Regions from separate parts of the Drosophila melanogaster genome. Here regions 1 and 2 are each linked to region 3. Evidence: chromatin contacts called from public Hi-C and targeted proximity ligation data. All regions are on one chromosome and are shown on one strand. The core of a region is the stretch at or near the end of the contact, and the rest is flanking DNA. Distances in the headings are between cores, read along the strand shown.

Region 1 (4,188 bases), core at 1,655-4,154, 610 kb after region 3:
CAGTGGATGATTTATGTGGAACAAAGGAAGATAAATAACGTTTTAGACTTGAGATGAATTCGCAATTAAATAATTAAGTTGCTATCTTGCTAAATTCAAAATTGTTTTAAATGGTTTAAGATGTCAATTTAAAATGATCCTCGCGCAAGTGATATTTTCGAATTCTGATACTCAATTAAAAAAATCCAATTAAATCACTTCAATATCAGAATTATACAAAAAATGAATAGGTCAGAAATTTAATTCAATTGTATTGCTTATGAAAAAAATATCAGTTCTTGCTGAAGGGTATTCGTTAGTCACTTTAATGCCCAAAGACACTAAGTAAATTATCTTCAAATTTAAACTTGATGATTAGCAAAGTTTTATTGATTTATCAAAGCATTAGTTTTGAAGACTTGTCACAAATTCCAAATGTAAAACCGTTTCAAGGTAGGGATTTTTTCATCACTGTGGATTTGCATATAATTTGCGGTTCACTTTGGTTTAGTTTCGTTTGGCTGTTTCATTAAAAAGTTATAAAACTTCTCAATTAACATACAAAAATGGGAGGGGGGTAGACAAAAAAACAGAACCCGTAATAGAACATGGAATAATAAAACTGGCTTTTATGTGGGTTTTTTTTTGTTTGATTTTTATGTGATTTAAATGAACACCACATTGAAATTGGGCAGTGGGATGGGGGAAGAAATTTTAGCAAAAATATATACCAACAACAAAAAAAAAAAATTGGCACACGAGACAACGCTTGAGTGATTTTTAATGTATTCGTGACAATAATTTTTGGGTGCTGCTGATATGGTGTATACGTTTGGTGGTTTGGGGAAGGGGTTCTCGCTCTTTTTTTGGGTGAATGAGTTGAGTTGGTGGGTGGGGTGGTTGGTAAAGGGGTGCCAGAAGCACCATAAAACGTATTATACTCTCGTTTTATTTGCGTTTTATTATTGTTTAATTAGTCCCTGGCATTCAACTATGAATGCCAAACTTTGTTTGTTTGCTTTGAACAGTAGTATCCAGCCCCCATCCCAATTTGTAGCACCCCCCCCCGCACATTTTTCCCACCCAATCCCCCCTTGACATCTCCCCCCCCCCTCCACAGACACCCTACAAACAGAGAGAATTTCTATCATAAAGCCAGTTTATTGTTCTAGGGCGGCAAATTTCAAATGCAAACTGGCAAGCGAAAACAAGAAAACGTAGGGGGAAATTGCGAAAAAAAAAAAGAAAATGTGAAGAGAGCTCCACAATGTGGGCAGTGACATTTCAGGGAAAAAAAAAGGAAAACAAAAACTGAGACTGTTTCCAATGGGTCGTAGGTTGAGGTTGTCGTGTGGGCGAGGGCGATAAACAAACTGGAAGTGCAAACACCGACTGCGAAAAGTTGATGAATAGTCTAAACCGAGTGTGAGCAAAGGAAAAAACAAATATAGAAATATAGAAATATTTAAAGGGGCTCATAGGTTTGTGAAAAATTCACAATTTTAAGTTCAAGAGATAATAGGGTCGTAAAATGTGATTCTTATTGATCGCTTTAACAAACACACGCTTTAAAGTACTAAATCTCTCAAAACACTGTCGGGTGTTCTTTCAAATATAATAGTATTCATTTAAATTTATGTTTTTCGTGCTTTAAAAATAGCTTAGAACGTCTTGAGGTCTTTAGCTTTTGATATACAAATGCGACCTTATTACGAATGATAACTTTAATAAATCAGCTTCAAGAAGGCCTACAAAAGTATAGCTATTTCCACTCACTGTCGTCTTGGCAACTGGCACCTTCAAGTGCACTTATTCAAGCCAACTTTCAATGATTCAATTTTAGCACTTTCGTCTCCGACTCGGCTTTTAGTTGCCCACTTCTCGAGCTCTATGCCCCGGAGACATATATTTTGTACCTGATGCACCTGCCATTCCACCTGCCAAGCGAATGACGCGCTTTGCAATTTGAGCACTCAAAGGTAGCAAATTGAATGAAAAATAAAGCGGGAAAATATTTACGATGACATGGCAGGCAGAGGTATTTCCGCTCAGCTCCAAACTCAATTTTCTATTCAAATTGCTCCGCTGCGATAGATAATGCAAGCCGCTGAGCAAAGGAAAATCGGCAAAAGGCGAAAAGGCAAGGCAAACGGGAAAAATCGCACAAGTTCAAGGTCTATGTCAGTGGCATTGTCGTGCTCTGTGATTATATTTGTATCTGCATCTACGTTTTGTATCTGCATGTTTTGTATGGCAACGACTGCAGCTGAAACAGCTGCGATTGCGACTGCCATTGCCAATTAGTTGTGTCTGAAATTTGTCTCATTAGCCAGAGATTAATCTAATGCATTCGAATTTGACGTTACATTTAGCCCACTGCGTAGGCGGATGGCTCACCTGATAATCTTGCCAAAAGTTAACCATAGGAACGGTGAAACGGAGGTCAAAAGATTCTGCGAATCAATTGTTTCAGAACTATCGCAAAGAAATACCTCAGAATGCAAAGTGAGCCACATTATTATCTTGAATATTGTATTCCTAGTAAATTATGGTTCTACTGATACGTAATAATATATATATTTTGCTGTGGCTTTTTATCTCATTGTTTTTAAGTGAATTAAACAACAAATTTGCATGATTTTTAGGTAATCGCAGTTCGTTCCAAAGCCCCCTCAAAATGAGTCAAGATAGCTCTTAATCATACGACTTAAACTATAATTTCATCAGAGAATAAAAAGAATTTATTAAGAAATTCCATTTATATATGTGTACATATTAAAATATTTATTAAAAAATGTTATTATAAAATTTAAGATACCAATAACCTTAAGCTTTCATTAAAATCAAAAATTGTAAAAATTGTAGGGTTGTCTTATATGGTAAAACCTTTGCTTTTATTTTCATTTTTTTTCGGACAATATGTCGCATTAAGGAAACGATTTCCACGTTATCCCTTATAGGGATTTGCCACCCATATTTTCAGAGGCCGGGTCAGATTGCAATCCCTACAATTGGAACAAGGGTGTGTTTACTTTCGGCTACCCCTTTGATTGCCCGATTGCGTGGGCCGGGCCAATGTCTTTTGGACATGTTGGTCGCGACCGCGATTCGATATCAGTTGTACTGTCGGAGATAAGCCATAAATAAACGGAGGGAAAGAAAACATTTCACAGAACAAAAAAAAATATGGTATTCATATCTATGTGGTTTACCTGTACAGCGAAAAACCGGTTCGCAGATTCTTTTCACCTGGGCGAACTGCCAATCTGGGAGACGAGGTAAAAGTGCCAAAATGTATATCGTTTTAATGGGTTCTCTATGTGAGGCGGAGACTGTGTGTAGTGCAATCAGAAAGCATAATCGAGGCAATCGACCATGAAACTGAGCAACAACTACGCAAACTATCTATAAGATACATTTCCCATCGCACAGCCAATTGTGGCCAGGAAGGGGTGAGGTGCCTTATTATACCCCTACTATAAACAATAACAAGTTTTTTATGTCTTTTCAGGGTAAAAGTTTACACAGAACTTCCTGTTGCTAAAATGTACAACGAAACGTTTTCAACATTGAATTCGAAATATTGGCAAATATTGGTTGGATTTCAAAGGTAGATGAATATATTGAAATTTATGCAGCATTTTTTAAAACATTTTACATAATTATTACCTTATGGTTAAAATTAGACCATGTATCTTAATCAAAGAAAGTTTAGGAAAGATGCACTCAGTATATTTACTGCATTTTTAATCACTAAAAACACTTTTAAAAATGATTTAAATATTTAATAATTCTTCGATCTTAAAATATAGATTATTATTTTTTTCCGTTTTATTTGTTAACACTTAATCTGAATTAACATACATTTTATATCATTATTTATGATAGTATTAACAGGGTAATAATCACGTTATTTTTGTGATTTATAATTGCGCTTCGATTTTCTATATTTCAGCACTGGTATTTTGATTTCAGCTTTTGAACGCGCGACGGCGACGAACACAACTGAGTTATGAAAACTGAATGAAAAGCACAAAAGCAGAGCAAAGTAAACTTGTTTGCCGCCTGCCCACCCTAAACAAAAGGGAGGGAAAGAGCGAGCAATATGAAGAGAGAGAGAAACATCAATATTGGCGCTTTTTTTGATTTAACAACACTGGCAGTGAGAACGAGGCATTACCATCTGGTAAAAAAGCTTTCGAAACTTGT
Region 2 (3,931 bases), core at 358-2,857, 830 kb after region 3:
TTATTTCGATCTCCAATGTTAATGTTAATGTTATTAACAGTAAGCTCGTTCTCTCTGAAATAAATGAATGAAGAAGTTACCAAGGCAACCGAATAAAACAGAGTCTGCAAAGAATGTCTTAACAGCTAGCTATTCTCTTAATAACAGTGCAACAACAGTAAAAAAAATATGCTTAAAAGTATGCTAAGCATTTTGTTAAACAATCGTTTTTATGTCATAAGATCAGATCGTGAAACCTAAATTTAACAAATTAAATGAAAGAAACGTCTTGAACGTATACATTTAAGTGATTTTATAGAGACTTTTTTTTTAGCTTATAGCATTTAGTCAATAGCTTAGTTAACTGCACAAGAGTCTATAATAATAAAAGTCTATAAATACATTAAATTCGTTAACATGTTTTCAAATGTAGAAATGTTAATGATTTGGCGCGCCAAGAAATTTGAAAAATGTAGATTGTATTTTACAAGAAAATATGAAAAAGTATATTAAAAAGATAAAGTTTATTTTTGTTCTTCTTTTAGTTAAATAGATTGCATCTTAGTATTCATTATAAATATTATTCCAAATGTCTTAAAATTAATTAGTTTTTATATTTTATCATGAGTAAGAAAAGGGTTTTTTTCCAGTGCAAATTTTGTTCAACGAAACTAATAATATCGGTTGAGAAATGGAAATTGTTTTACCATTCCCCCTTCTAAGGAGGCATTAGCATTCGTTCCTCCGCTGACTAATCCCCGGCCTAATTCCCATACCTTATGTGGTATCTATATTGGGGAGACAGCTTGCCAATCAATTTGATTGCGCTGCGCTGATGTTTGCCCCTGTTTATCTAGCTTAGGGGAAGGATTTTCAAGCTTTTATCATAACAGAAGTGCTTTAATTCCCTTTGATGAACATTTGTACATAACCCCCTTTTGACAAAGAACTCCATAGCTTACTGATTTCGAAAAGCATGACCCAAAACTTAAGGTCATATCATTTTACTAGTAGGAATTTAAGTATTTAAACTAAAATTGGAAGTCATCTAAAACTATTTTTAAATGTAAAAATATTAAATATTTTATGAACCACATTTAATGTGTTTTTATTCATATCAATATATTTAAATAATTTTATAATTTAAATGATTTATGATATTTATTTATTTATAGACGTAAAATATTTGATGGAATCCTTCTGCAACCTGACCCCTAGCTACTAAAATAGAAATACGGCGATTAGTCAGAGTCGTTCGTAGTGGGTACTTAGTATAGATTTCTATTTTTATGGCCCCACGATCCACTGTTGCCATGTGCGCATGCCCCTGCGACTCTCCGTTACATAAGGCTTATATAAGAGGGCCATGCGAGCGAGCGAGATGGACATATGCCGCTTGGCTCTCTCGCTGCTTCTCCGCAACTAGCCCCCTCACGCTCTGGCCCCCTGAATGGCTCCAGTGAAGATAAAGACCACGTGATTACATTCTGCCGGCTGCACCAAAAAGAGAGAGCGAGAGAGCAGAGTGAGAATGAGTACTTGAAGTTGCTCTTATTTTGATTTCCAATTTATGTCCCAATGCTCCCCCGCGCCGCCATCGAAATGATTTAATCTTTTGGAAAATAGTTTCAGTTACGCGTTGTTGCTGCGACCGTGTGTATCGGTAATCGGTTTTCAAACACTTGCAATCGATAGGAGGACACAGAGTGTGCAATGAGCGAGCCCAAGGAGAATATCATGGACTTATCCGTGCGAGGTAAGTGGTAGCGTAGGCACCTGTCCATTGCCCCCTTGCCCCTCTCACCGAATCATCGAAAGCCCCAACAAAGGTAACACGTGCATTGGCGAGAGTGCGAATCGGTTTTGTTTGCTCTGCCTCTCACTCACACTTTGTGCGCGAAAAAGAGAAAGAGCTCAAGAGAGCATTGTGGGGGCGTGTGATAGTAAGCTTTTGCACGGTTTTATTTATTTTTTTGTTTTCTATTTTGCCGTGGTTAAGCCCGCCATGTGACAAATTATTTGATTTTGTCTTCAGATTGCTACAAATTGGTTTCTTTGATTTTCTATTTTTTTTTGCTATTTCCATTTCTATGGTGATTTTTTATTTACCTAGCGGCGGAGCCTTAAGCAAATAGTAGCTTATGTACGCACACGCAAAATTAGAGTGCTTGTATATTGTGTTCGGCCTTCAATAGAAACGTCACGAGGTACAGTGGATCGAGACTAAGAGGTACCTGAATTAGGAGTGGCTAAAGGATTTCGAAGGATTTTTGTAGCATACTTTCACACACTAAATTGGGGGATCTGAAGATAGAGAAGCTGAAACAAACTTTTAATTTTTTTGCTTTAGTCTTAAAATTTATATATTTATAAATACCCAGTGCAGCCGTACTCAATAGCAATGAATAATTCGGAATTTACACAGCATGCCGTCATTAATTAGTACAATCCAGATGCCGCCTAATTGATATATTGTGGACCCCGCCCAGGAAACCCCCAAGCCCAATCAGGTTCCCACCCCTCCGACCACTTAGCCACTCCACCGAACGACTTCCCCGAGATAAACTAGTATTTACCAACCCGATCACCTGCGATCGATATGCATAGGCCCCAAAACTGACCCCGTTGGATCTTGCGTCGGCACTTGAGGCCTTTGATATCAGACTAATCAAATGTTGGGGTGCTCGATAAAATAGCGTGGATTCTTGGATTGAGCTCATTTCCCCCTATCCAGTACTCAGTTTTGGGTTGCCATGATGGACTGCTGTCCAGAATTGGTGAAATAGAAACGACGACGTCGTCGTCGACAGTTGTCGCCATTCCATAATCACAATCAATTGCACTGTCATCGTTGTCGCCGGCTTCGTTATCAGGAGGAAAGGAAAGACGAGGTTACCAGGCGACTATAAATATTTACCCTCATGATATAGTTGGGCCGCATAAAAAGTGAGTTGTGGCTGTGCGGATGGTGATTACGATGATTATGGTGTGGATGTAGGCAGGGGCTAGTTTTAATTATAAACATTTACGACACACAGTCACACAGTTGCCATCCCATTGCTCATTTTTAGAGGGCTTGAAAAGACGACCATGCATATAATAAAGATTCCATTTGTTCTCGAGCCTTTTACTTGTGAGAAACTTTAGATTTAATTATCTATATTTACAGAATGCATTTTGTAAATAATATATTGCATTTGTTTTAATCAGACAGGGAAAGTCCATAGATCTTAGATATTGGTTCATAAGCTAAAAAATTATGAACCTGAAAAATAATAATAATGAAAAGGATTCCATTTTCATAGTTCTAATATGCAACGACAAATTTTATAGTATTATTAATACCCACAGCTTCTGATAAGCCTCTCGTTGCACGCCCTTTTTTCAGTGCACCTGTTGTACCCTGATATTCATTATTTTCTAGCAACTTCTGGATCGAATCGACAAAGCTCTCATTAAAAGCTCGCGAGAGTGCGAGACTCACGATCGTGTTTTCCCCACAGAAACAACTCTCACGATCTGGGGTTCGGTTGTTTTTTTTTTCCAGCGATCGGATCACATGGTCAGGTCGGGGATTTAGTGGCTGTCTTAGAACCTCCAAGTTCCATTCACTCTGCTCCGGCTGATAAGATCGCAACGCACGCTTCTGGGCGTGGAAATTTTACTGATGCAAAACGCAATTCGAAAAATGCCACCCAAAACCAAAACAATCGCCATATGTCGTAGCTTGGGAGGCTGATCCAGCAGGCATTATCTGGTTTAAAACGACTCAATAATCTGTTCTTAAAATCGGGTCACCAAACACGCGACTAACCTGAAGCCAAGACTTCCATTGGCACGCGCCTCTATACGAAAAAAAAAAATACAACGCGTCTGGGCAGTTTTGGAAAATTTCTGAGCAATCTGAGTCAGGCGTTTTTTTTTGTTTTTTAATTTGGGGTCGGTCAGTCTT
Region 3 (3,796 bases), core at 866-3,365:
TTCTGTGGGGAAAAACCAGCACGACTCGGCTCCAAAGCTCCGAACTGTTGGTCATATCCACTCCCGATCCCATTCCAAACGCCATTCCAATCCCCAATGGCAGTGGCACCTGTTGAAGGCTCACCTGCATTATCATAATCGAGTATCGCACGATGGCGGCATTTCTAACATCAATCAAACGCCCACAACAGGCACTATGCCATTCCATGTGGCTAATTGACAGAACGTCAGCTGCAAATTAAGTGTCGGAAAATAGCAATTACAGTAGATAGTCTTCTTTAAAAAAAAATGTATTTATATATACATATTTATTTGCTCTACACTGCAGACCAATATTTTAGAAATATTTCAGCTTTTGCATTGATCAGATTTTTATACCACCATACATACAAAACTCTTTATTGTGGAAAAATTATGTTTTATGAATAGGCCAAGAACAAAAAATTCCACTTTAAAATTCCTTTCAAAATCTATGATTTAGCGAAAGAAATAAAAGATAAGATCTGATCGAATTGTTAAACTTTCGATGCAAATCTGGCCTAGGAAACTGCACCCAAATCGGCCAATCGTTCTGAATAGAAGCCAGACTGTGGCCCCATTATCCATATATCCACATGTCAGTAGACTACACTATATATATATACGAAGTGTGCTGGGAATGTCGCCGCAAATTCCACGAAGTGGAATACAATCAAATGATATATAAATTATATGGAAAAAAATACAATAAACCACAACGAAGCGTGTGAATTCAGCTGCAGTCGCGTGGTCTATGACAGGCTTATGACAAAAGCGCGGCGCGTGTGGCTCAAAGTGGCTCAGAGTTGTTGCTCGGCGGTTCAGTGGCTCAGTGGCTCAGTTGCTCAGTTGGCTTAGAGTGGCTTAGAGTGGGGCCCGTCTGTGGCCCCCTATCCCCCCACCCTCCCCTGTCGAGCGTAGCCACCATTTGGCGTCTCCAACGGCATCTCCGACTGGTTTTTGTCTCAGGCGATATTTGCTTTATTTTCCTACCTTTATTTATGATTATTTTTAACTCTTATTTCTTTTTTTTTGTGTTGTTTTTGCCTTGGCTTTGGCAAACACACGCTTGTTGGCTAATTTTTCTTGTGGCTTGCTTTCTTTTTTTGCGGCGGGGGAATTCCAGAAACGTTCGCGATGCGGTCTGGTCCCCCTTTTTGGCCCCTTGGTGGTTAACATTTTAATGCCAAACGGCCAGACAAGCGACGACGGATGGCACAGACTCGACACGCTGCAAATTCTAATTAATGACAGTTTTAGACATTTTTGAGCTAGACGGCGCCAAAGACAAAGCCAGCAAAAACCAAAAAAAAAAAAAAAAATAAAAAACACTAAGCTCGACTCGAAAGAGCAGCATCTAAAAAATATCGATTTTGAATGTATGAGGTGTCTGTGTAGATTCGAGACCCCAGGGCATGTCTGGCCAAAAAGCTGATGAAAGAGGCAACGGATCGTATCGGATGATCGTGTTATATAAAGAAGGGATTTTCTAATGGCCAAGAAGAACTAATGATCGATCGGTGGACTCTCAGCTTGTGTGGCTTAGTATTGCAAGTTGAGCGATGTTTTAATTTTGTATCTTTCAAATCCATCAAAAACAAATCACTTAAAGTCGTCGGACTTATAATTATTATATATATGTAAGTTCTTGCTAGGGGAAATATTCAATGATTATTTAGTTACATGATATCATTAATAATCTGGACCAAAGGCTTTTGGAAAATATTATCATAAAGTTCCGTGTTGTAATCCAATCGTAATCCAAGTCAGTTCCGCAATGCAATCGAAGTCAATATCATAGCATTGCTCAGTGGGATTTCGAGATTCCCAGAAATCCAACTAAGTCGTCCGACATCCTGTAATCTGTGATCCGCATGAGTGCCAGTCATCGAATCGAAATCTAATGGAAATCAATGGCGACTGGTGACTCACAGCCCGTTGGACTTTAAGGTGGGTGGCCGGTGGGAGCGTCGGGAGGTGGGCCGCTTGGCAAGGTCGTTGCGTCAGCGTTCCACGATGACGTCGGTCTTCGCACTTTGCTCCGCCGGGTGATTGCATGTGCCAGCCGGAGACTCGGCAGCTGTCTGTGACAGGTTCCCGATCTGGTTGCCGTTCCAGCGCTTTCGACGGGTAACCACATTGCCCGGCTGATAAGCTGTTTACGACGACCGACGTCTTGGGCCTCGGCAGACAATCAGTCATATATTACTTTATATATTTATGTGTGTGCATGTGTGGCACGGCATGCCGGCGTCTTATCAGAGTGTTCACTGTGCGAGGAGGCTAATGGTGAAATTAACGACGGGGCTCGTGCTTCGCATTGCAGCGCACGTAGACGCCTTCGAACTGTGCACTGAAAAAAACTGTTAGGTTCTTGCTTTAAGATACGAAAATACATTTTACCATGTGTTGAAAATAAGTAAATATACAATCAATAAGTTTACAGTATATATTCAAAGTTTTTAAAGTACTGGGTATAGACAAGTAAATAATAAGAATCTACGGTCTTAATAAATGTAAATCAATTATATTGATTTAAAATATATTATTATTTACTTGGTTAAAGATATTGTAAAACCTGTTTGAGATTAAAAAAAATAGCATTTATTATAAGAAATTTATTTACATAAAACGAACCGACTCACAATATATAAAAGGGGGAACTCCCTTCTTTGCGTTTCTTATTACTCATTGCTGGAAAAACTATATTAGAAGACCTGTCTCAATCATATATCACTATGATAAGCGTAAAGCTCATTCTAAATTTGCTCAGTGTATTTCTTACACCCCGTCAAGGAGTACGTGGTGCGGTGCATGGGATCCGCGGTCGGATGGTCTGGCCTTATCTGGCTGCCCGGGCCGACTTTAGTCAGCAACTAAGGGCTAGGCCAACACTTGTGCTTTCAATGTTTGTATGTGGGTCACATCGTTTCGACTTTCGATTAAAGACTTTGACGTCAGCAGCTGGCTGCCGGAACTCGAGCTGGAATCAGCGTACAGAGATCGTACGATGCATGCAATCAGCATGATTCGTCTGGGCAATGGTACACCCACCCCATCCGATATCCCTTACAGTCTAACGGTCGCAAATCTAATCGCGTTAAACTATAAAGAATTTCCTTTTTTTGGGGCTCGACTCATTTCCGGATGGTGATACCTTGCTATATCCCCATAACACCCATAGCACCATATTCCACGTTCCAGGTTGAATGTGAGTGCTAAAATTAAAATCTTACCACGATACTAGCCTATCAATTACTATCGCTAATGCGATGACCTTATATGGAGCATTTTTAGTTTTGCGGAAACACTTAATGGGCTTATCAAGGGAAATGTGTAATTGATGGTTTGCTGAGCAATTGTAAAACTAATAAAGGAAATGCCTCATGGTCAAGTGAATAGATAAAATGTAGGCCTTTTCATGACTTTGTGCTAAAAATATAGTGCTTAGTTACTCCTGAAAGGCGTCGTAATTGTGAGCTAATAGAATAAGATATCAGACTGCACGTGGCCTATCTAAAAATAGGGCAATCCGCAAAACGAAGCGGAATGAACTTCAAAAATACCTCCCGACACTCCAGACAGAGAGATTCACACTGATATGGAAATTTTTGTCATCCGCTAATTGTGACATTTAAATCAAATCTTATCAGGTGTTAAAAGTCGTAAAGCATGTAAATATATGCTGGAGTGAGTCTATCTAATGATAGCAAATTGGGGTCTGAGTCCAAGAAGCTCCCTGTAGTTTTCCATAGCGTAGGAAAGCAACAAATCTTCC

What was found. Hi-C and Micro-C count contacts between places; a contact is called where the count stands out from the background.
Region 1: a Hi-C map of the S2 cell line shows a contact between it and region 3, with 2.6 times the contacts expected there. A contact is called at or near these places in 3 of 107 Hi-C or Micro-C datasets (the S2 cell line, embryo and gut).
Region 2: a contact with region 3 is called in a targeted proximity ligation map of the S2 cell line, with 10 times the contacts expected there. A contact is called at or near these places in 6 of 107 Hi-C or Micro-C datasets (the Kc167 cell line, the S2 cell line and the Sg4 cell line) and 1 of 7 datasets of targeted methods (the S2 cell line).

The regions. Positions count from the first base shown.
Region 1 is chr3L:8,081,916-8,086,103 of dm6, reverse strand. lncRNA:CR43974 (long non-coding RNA:CR43974) reads left to right here and starts at 2,904. Exons shown (of 3, transcript NR_073918.1): 1 at 2,904-3,431; 2 at 3,491-3,589; 3 at 3,955-4,180. All of the region lies in intron 3 of Sarm (Sterile alpha and Armadillo motif), which reads right to left.
Region 2 is chr3L:7,865,045-7,868,975 of dm6, reverse strand. It overlaps Pdp1 (PAR-domain protein 1), which reads left to right and starts at 1,607. Exons shown (of 5, transcript NM_168233.3): 1 at 1,607-1,735. The coding sequence starts at 1,693.
Region 3 is chr3L:8,691,022-8,694,817 of dm6, reverse strand. lncRNA:CR44526 (long non-coding RNA:CR44526) reads right to left here and starts at 2,115. Exons shown (of 1, transcript NR_124833.1): 1 at 1,627-2,115.